Linked DNA regions of Sus scrofa: region 1 is linked to region 2. Evidence: chromatin contacts called from public Hi-C data. All regions are on one chromosome and are shown on one strand. Each heading gives the region's core, a stretch centred on a gene start, on an enhancer-like site or on the middle of the called end of the contact. The rest is flanking DNA. Distances are from core to core; before and after follow the strand shown.

Evidence for each region. A called contact is a pair of places that touch in the nucleus more often than the background predicts.
Region 1: a Hi-C map of embryonic fibroblasts shows a contact between it and region 2, with 1.9 times the contacts expected there. The contact joins two enhancer-like sites.

Annotation. Positions count from the first base shown.
Region 1 is chr14:30,014,167-30,018,062 of Sscrofa11.1, reverse strand. The region is part of intron 1 of HIP1R (huntingtin-interacting protein 1-related protein); the gene reads left to right. Among named protein-coding and RNA genes, the nearest start is that of HIP1R, 8.2 kb to the left of the region's middle. Within about 2 kb of position 1,467, at least 38 of the 83 cell types and tissues checked have an H3K27ac peak or open chromatin away from gene starts, as enhancers often do. A contact at or near this core is called in embryonic fibroblasts, where this site is marked.
Region 2 is chr14:29,716,498-29,720,344 of Sscrofa11.1, reverse strand. It overlaps MPHOSPH9 (M-phase phosphoprotein 9), which reads right to left. Exons shown (of 24, transcript XM_021074060.1): 18 at 3,695-3,847; 19 at 2,450-2,596; 20 at 1,527-1,647; 21 at 378-481. Among named protein-coding and RNA genes, the nearest start is that of PITPNM2, 12 kb to the left of the region's middle. Within about 2 kb of position 2,339, at least 7 of the 83 cell types and tissues checked have an H3K27ac peak or open chromatin away from gene starts, as enhancers often do. A contact at or near this core is called in embryonic fibroblasts, where this site is marked.

The DNA.
Region 1 (3,896 bases), core at 218-2,717, 300 kb before region 2:
CCTATGGGGAAATGACGAGCCCTCTCGTCCCCTTCCAAGGATCCTCATTTCAGCGAAGGAGGCGGGAGATGGGCAGGTATGCTGTGGCAGAGCTGTAAAGAGCCAGACTATGTGCCTCAGTCTGCTTATCTGCCAAATGGAGATAATCCTAGTACCCCATAGAGCCCTGGGGTGGCTACGAGGCTTTACAGGACATCACGGTACCTGGTGCAGAGTAAATGCTGCATTGAGTAGCAGCTAACTGTGCACAGGAAAGCAGGCTGGACTGAAGGAGTCGAGCTAGTGCCTTCATGGGTTCTGTCCCTGCGCACCAGCCTGTAAGTGAGGAGGGTGGGAGCCAGGGCTGCTGGGAGAGGAGCAGATCCGCCGCAGGGGGTGGGCCGACTCGGGAAGGCGGAGAACAGCCCATCCTGGAGGAGTGGTCCTGTGGTGCCCCCCCTTCCAGGACAGCAGGTCCTGCCCCCAGGTGATGCCATCCTCTGAGAGATACTCGGCAGTGTGTGTGTGTTGGGGACCCCAGAGAGGTCAGGGGAAGCCAGCTGTGACTTCCTTGGCAGAACGGCCACCCTCCTGACCTTGCCCCCAGGCCAGCGCCCCATTTGTGAATGAAACCCTCCTGGGCACCGAGTCCAGCAGCTCGAAGTGGAAACTGGGGTTGAGCCTCGGCCTGCTTGGCTGAGGGACAGGGAAACCCAGCCAGCTAACCTGAGAGGCCCGCCTGAAGAGACTCTGCCAGCCGGTCTGCTGTCAGCGATACCCTTCCCCCTGCTCCACCTGATCCCAGGGTGGACTCAAGTATCACCTTGTTTGCTCTCCTGCTCAAGCTTTCCTGGGCTTCCCTAGTTCTCGCGATATTATTCTTCCCAAACACTGCAGCCACACCGTGTTTAGATCTGCTTCACAGAGAGAGAATTCCCTTGTCTCCTCTGAGCCCCTAAGCACAACTCCTGAACCCCCAGATCCTCAGGCAGGGACTGTGTTGACTCCTCTTGTGCCCTAGCACCCAGGAGTGCCTGGCTCAGGGGACACGCTCAGCCTGTGTGCGCTGAATGAATGGGTGCCACCAGGACCTGTGGGTCTCCCTTCTTTGATGTGGCCTCTCGGTGAGGCCTGAAAGGCTGTGGCACCCGCTGTGGGGAGAGATTGAGCCCTTGGAGAAAAGTTCAGTGGACGTGGGATTGTTTTTCCTCTTGCTGAAATAAACACAATTCCCTAAACTGCAATAGGTTCTTCCACCAGGGAGTGACTCAGCCCCCTGGCTTGAGGGACAGACAGGTCTGTGAAGTGATGTCACCAGGGCCCAGGGAAGGAAGCTGCCTGGGCTGGCTTCCTGGCCATCCTGGAGGTGGGACTCCAGCCACATCTACCTCCTCCTCACACGTGTCGCCTGCAGGGCCAGGGGAGAGGTGGTAGTGCCCTTTGCAAACTGCATCCTGGTGAGTGGGCGGATCCTGCCTGGAGCTCACGCCCTCCTGCAGAGAAGGCGGCCACAGCAGCCCTGCCTCCACTTGCGTAAACAGACAGTGTGGGGACCAGGGGGCGTGAATGAAGGGAGGAGTTCAGTCGGCAGGATGGCATTGCTCCACAGACTTCCCGTCTGTTGAAACAACCTTGCTGCAGACTTCTGGCCCAGGGCTCCCTACCGCTTTGCACATGACCACATCCAGCCACCTTCTCGGCTTTAGAAATCCTGTGTTTGCTTTCATTAGTGGCCTTTGAGGCGACAAAGCATTTGAATGACATCTTTCTGTCCTCCAAACAACTCTTGGGAAACCCTAAAGCAGGATAACCCACCTCTCTGCCAGTCTCTGTGCCCTGGCTCTCTGAAGGATGTCTTTGTCCCTGCCAAGTGCCGCCTTTAAGTGTCGTGATAACAGTACAGGGAGGTTGAGGTATGATTCATTTCAGGGTTGATTTTAAAAATAGAATTTGTTTTATAGTTGCGTTTACTATTTAACTCTAGTGGCTAAATTATTAGCTGGAGAAAGAGTCACTCACTGCCTTGCATTTAACCAGGACTTCTGTTTGAAAGTGCTTTTGTTCATTCAAGTGTTCACTCTTTTACTCATCCAGTAAAGATTATTGGCCACCAGGCGCGGATTTGGGGATGGGAGGTACAGCAGGGAGGGGCTAAAACCAACAGGATTCCTTGTGTCAAGTACTTCTGCTCAGGTGTCGGAGGTAGAAACAGAATACATGGTAAACAAATAAGATGGTTTCAGAGAATAAGTGTCCTGGGTGAAAATAACCAGGAGGATGCTCTCGTGTGTGGCTGGGGAAGGCTGCCTGGGAGGGCCGTTTTAGCTCAGAGCTGGGTGGCCCCAGAAGCACAACCAGGCCTGGAGGTGGGACCTGGCTTGCCCTGTTTGAGGGACAGAAGGGGAGACAGTGTGGCTGGAACAGAGAAAGATGTTCCAAGGGTCTTTTTTTTTTTTTTAAATGGCCTCACCCATGGCACATGGAAGTTCCTAGGCCAGGAATCGAATCTGAGCTGTAGCTGCAACCTACGCCACAGCAACAGCAACACCGATCCTTTAATGCACTGCACTGGGCTGGAGATCGAACCTGCAGCTCCACAGGGACCTGAGCCACTGCAGTTGGATTCTTAACCCATGGTGCCACAGTGGGAACTCCCTGAGGGTTTTTTAATGTAATTAATTTTTTCCTTTCTTTTTTTTTTTTTTTTTACGGCCACATCTGTGGCATGTGGAAGTTCCCAGGCTAGGGGTCATATCAGAGCTACACCACAGCCACAGCAATGCCAGATCCGAGCTGCAGCTTATGGCAACACCAGATCTTAACCCACTGAGTGAGGCTAGGGATCGAACCTGCATCCTCATGGATATTAGTTGGGTTCTTAACCTGCTGAGCCACAGTGGGAACTCTTGGAGGGTCTTTTTAATTCCTGCTTCCCAGTCAGGAAAGGGAGAGTTTCTAAAGCAAAGGCTCTCCAGTGAATCCAGGGTGGATGGGACCAGGGTCTGCGGACAGGGGTGCCACAGATCTGTATTTGTCCCATTCACGGGGGCTGGGGTCTCCCCAAGTCCACGTTCCTCTGCTGTGCAGAGCTTCCTGTGACCTGGAGGATGTCCGGTCTCACTGAGAGCGACCAGGGCTTCAGCCTCTGTGGTCCGAGCCCTTGCCAAGGGTGGTGGGTTTCCAGAATGGTGTCGTTGATATGGGTACACATTAGGCTGAGGGTCTGTGGCCCCGCGAGGCACCTGAGCTCCTGCTCCCTCCTCAGTGGCCGTCCTCTCCCCAGGGCCCCACCCCTGACTGTGTGGCTCTTCCTGGGGCCCCTTTACCTGGCGTGAAGCCCCACAGGTGAGGGGGCAAGGACGGGCTTACTGGGTGTAGCTGCTGACCAGTGTCCCAGCTTGGTCGCCTGGCTTGGCTGATAGCATCCACACCCCAAGACTTCGGTCTCAAGCCCCCACCAGGTGCTGAACGTCTTGGGAGCAGCACCTGCTGGGGCGCCTGCCCTGGCCCCACTGCCTCATCCTGGTCTCGTCTCTCTTGAACCGGCACCACCATGCTTTCTCATGTGTCCCTTTCTCAGTTACCCATCCGGGGACAAATGCCATCCGTAGCTCTGTCCAGCCTGGTCTTGGGATTGTCTTCCCAGGTTGACTCTGGCACCAGACTGGGTTTTTATTGGACAAACAAGAACAAGATTGTTCTGGAAGCAGGAGCAGGTGTGTCCTGAAGCTCAGGCTCCCATGGACCCAATGGGGCCCTTGTAAGAGGCCTTCCCGGACGTCCCCACCCTGGCCGCAGGACAGAAGCCGCCTGGGGAGGGAGCCGGAAGGAGCCAAACTGAAGACTGGAGTCAGAGAGCCTTGTCCCCAAGAATGGGGGCGCCCCGAGAGCTGCTTGGTGCCGTCCAGATACTGTTA
Region 2 (3,847 bases), core at 1,090-3,589:
TTAAGGGCCTACTTGAGTGATTCCACATTCCTTTTAACTTTATCCCAAACTTAAAATATAAATGAGAAAAAGAAAAAATTATCTAAAGCCTAAGTTGTGTATAAGTTATAGAATATAAGAGTAAAGAGGAAAACTGAACAGTATGGCCCTGGTAATCAAACATTAACATGCCCTGGACCTCAGTTTCCCAACCTTCCAATGAGGATAACAACATTGACAGATAATACGAGCATCACAAATGCTTATTTTTAGAGGCCCTTGGGTTAAAAAAAAAGGATTGAAGTGCAGGATATAACATTTAGAACTTTGAAAAGATACCAGAAACTCACAAAATCAATGACTAAAACCATAACTAATAATGTTTTAGGAAAAGATACCTTCCAAGTCATCTAGAGGAAGAAACTGGAGTTGTTTCCTTGGATTGGTACGTTGTAATGTAGACACAGGAACAGTATCTAAATCATCCAAAAGTATATCAAATCTATTGAATGAAGCAAGTTACTTGTGAGAAAAAAGTGTTAACTGATTATCTCCACAAGAAAGATGAGCTGGCATCCAGATAACTCACATATTTACATACTTTCAAGAGAAAGCTGGTCATATAATTTTTTTAAAACTGAAACAATATTTTCTAACACAAAATTATATTTACCTACTGGCGACTTAAAGCATTAATCAAGACATTATCTTATTTGATCTTCATAACAACCACATGAAATAAGCAGGTAGGCATTATTATCCCCGTTTTATAGAAGAGGAAACTGAGGTTCAACATGCTTCAGCAATTTCCCCAAGAGCCTGATGGAGCTGGGTCACCAGGCCCCATGTCCTTAGCAGTCAGTGGTCTTCCCACCGCAGCACACTCTGCTGACCACACTTCAGGGGGAGAACAATTTTCTCAGGAGCACAGGTAACCTTACGTTTAGTGCCAGGGTCATACCAGGACAGCCCACTTTTCTATACAAATGGCCCTAAATTTTCCCTGCATCTTAAGCCTTGTCAGTAAAACAAAGAATTATCATTGTATATCCAAAGGCTGGAAGTGGTTCTGAGGTGGTATTTAAATTTTATAGGCGCCAATTTATAAAGTTAACAGTTTTCATGTATTGTAGTACTTTTTTACTTCTAGTATGGCATTCATTTAAATGATTTATATCCATAGAATTCCCATTGACAACTGAAAAATTAGTGATAGCTACAGGCATAAGTTGACTTTTTTATTTTGTCTTTTTTTTTTTTTTTTGTCCTTTTAGGGCCATGCCTACGGAATGTGGAAGTTCCCAGGCTAGGGGTCGAATTGGCTACACCACAGCCACAGCAATGTAGGATCCGACACATGTCTGTGACCTATACCACAGCTCATGGCAATACCAGATCCTTAACCCACTGAGCGAGGCCAGGGATCGAACCCACGTCCTCATGGATGCTAGTTGGGTTCGTTAACCGGTGAACCATGACAGGAACTCAAGTGGACATTTTTAAAAAAACAATATCTATATTTTATTCTACTATTTTACAGAACTTACCGAATCGGACTGCTTTCATTTTTGCTAAGCAGATGACTAAATCCTGGGGACAAATTTTCTTTAGGGGATCGCTTTGGACTATAAGCCACAGTCACTGGTGTTAACATAATCTCTCTTTTTGCTAGAGAGGAAAAGAAGAGGAGTTAGTTTTTCCTTCTAGGTATATACTACGTTGGCAGAACATATTCCTTTTCAGCACTTTTTTTCTAACTTTAAAAGAAATACATTTTCATTGTAACACTTTCCAAAAGATAAATAAGAGTATATGAAATAAAAATAATTCATAATCCTAACATCTAGAGGAAACCACTGTCAACATTTTAGTATATTAGACTGTAGTTTCAGCACTCTGACTCAAAACTGGTTTTTCAGGATTTTAGAAGTCGACTGGAAATAAGATGGAAACACCAGTGCCTAGTGAACATTCCTACTAACAGTCATATCTCCTCAGCAGTTACAGAAACAGAAATTAAGGATACAGAAATCCAATGCCTAACTTTAAAACCATACTTGTAACTGGCTAAAGAAAACGGTGACTAATGCTGAGTAACCTTAGAGTTAAATACCTGGGGGAAAAAACATCTTTTTCCAGGCCAGCTTAATTTGTTTGAACAAATGTTTAAGTACATAGTCATCAAAATAGATAGCTGAGTTGGTCTCAAAAACTGTGAAGTGATATTAGTTGCAAAACACTTGTGGGACACAAGAAAATCTCACTTTGATAAACAGTGAGAATTTCTTCAGTCACAGACACAGCAACTGGGCAGCCAGACAGTATCAGTGGACAAGAGCACACTTAGGGCAACTGTTCAGAGCACTGTACTAGTGCTAGGACAGGAGGAAGGGAAACTGAGAGTCAAACAGTGTGTACAGCTCAGATGTCCCCCTTCCAAGCACAGAAGACCCAGACCTCTAACTCTTACTTGGAGCACATGATTTACGATTTGATGGTGGTAAAGATGACGATCTCTGCGAAGCAGAATGAAATCGCTTTTGTCTTTGCTGGGCACCTTTCTCTGGGGACTGACCAGCGTTGACTGAAGTGTCAGCTTGCCGGGAAGTCACTAATTCTATAACAGAAACATGTAAGAACAAACAAACAAACAAAACAAACCTAGCTTCAGTGATCTGCCTTTATTAACAGATGGTTGGACCAAGCAAGCAATTCTTCTATCTAGATTATAATGATGATTTACACCACATTACAATGATAAAAAAAAAAAAATGCTTGATGAAGAAAAATGTGGGAGTTTATAATGAATTCATTCTGGTTCTCTGTTTACATTTGGCATTCAAGGTGATTTTTCAAGAGAGTTTATTTTTAGAAAGCAGGTCACTAATTTATTTACTAGGAGAAACTGCTTTGGAGATGGAACGCCAGAGACGTTAATGACATGATTAGCAGGCCCCACCAAATACACACCAGAAAAAGTACAAATGCCTGGACCTGTGGGAAAAAAAGGTATTAAACATACTTCTTGTCCCAATGACAGAGGCTCTCTCCCAAGAAAGGGAGAGTAGGCAATGTAACATCTCACCACAAGGGCACCAAATGTCTGTCATACCTTTTTGGTATGAGCATCTAAGACAAACATACAGAAAAATTTTCAAATATCTTTAAGAATGCCATGTGAGGAGTTCCCGTCCTAGCGCAGTGGTTAACAAATCCAACTAGGAACCATGGGGTTGCGGGTTCAATCCCTGGCCTTGCTCAGTGGGTTGGGGATCTGGCATTGTCGTGAGCTGTGGTGTAGGTCGCAGACGCAGCTCAGATCCCGTGTTGCTGTGGCTCTGGCGTAGGCTGGTGGCTACAGCTCTGATTGGACCCCTAGCCTGGGAATATCCATATGCCGAGGGAGCAGCTCAAGAAAAGGCAAAAAGACAAAAAAAAAAAAAAAAAAAAAAAAAAAAAAGAATGCCATGTAAATCTTTAAGAATTAGAACTAATATGTCATTTGCTTTGTATAAAAGGTACATATGTGAGGTGATGATAAATCAACAACTAGGGGATTCAACTATCTAAAATGGGGCTGAAGCAGCAACAAAACAAATTTAACTTTTTATTTCATTACTTGAGGTATTTCATTTTAAGAAGGTAATATCATGGGGGGGAGGGGGCAGAAAAATATATATCTATACTGATGTCAAACAAGGAATAAAATACTTACTATTTGAGGCGTCTTCTTTTTCTGTCTGTGTGCCCCAATTTTTAAATATTTTTTCTTCATCAAGTTCTTTCAAAGCTTTCATGATTGGTGCGTCTGAAGTCTCTCTTTGTTTTTTTATCAATAAACTTGAACTTCCAAGCGAAGGATCCTTTT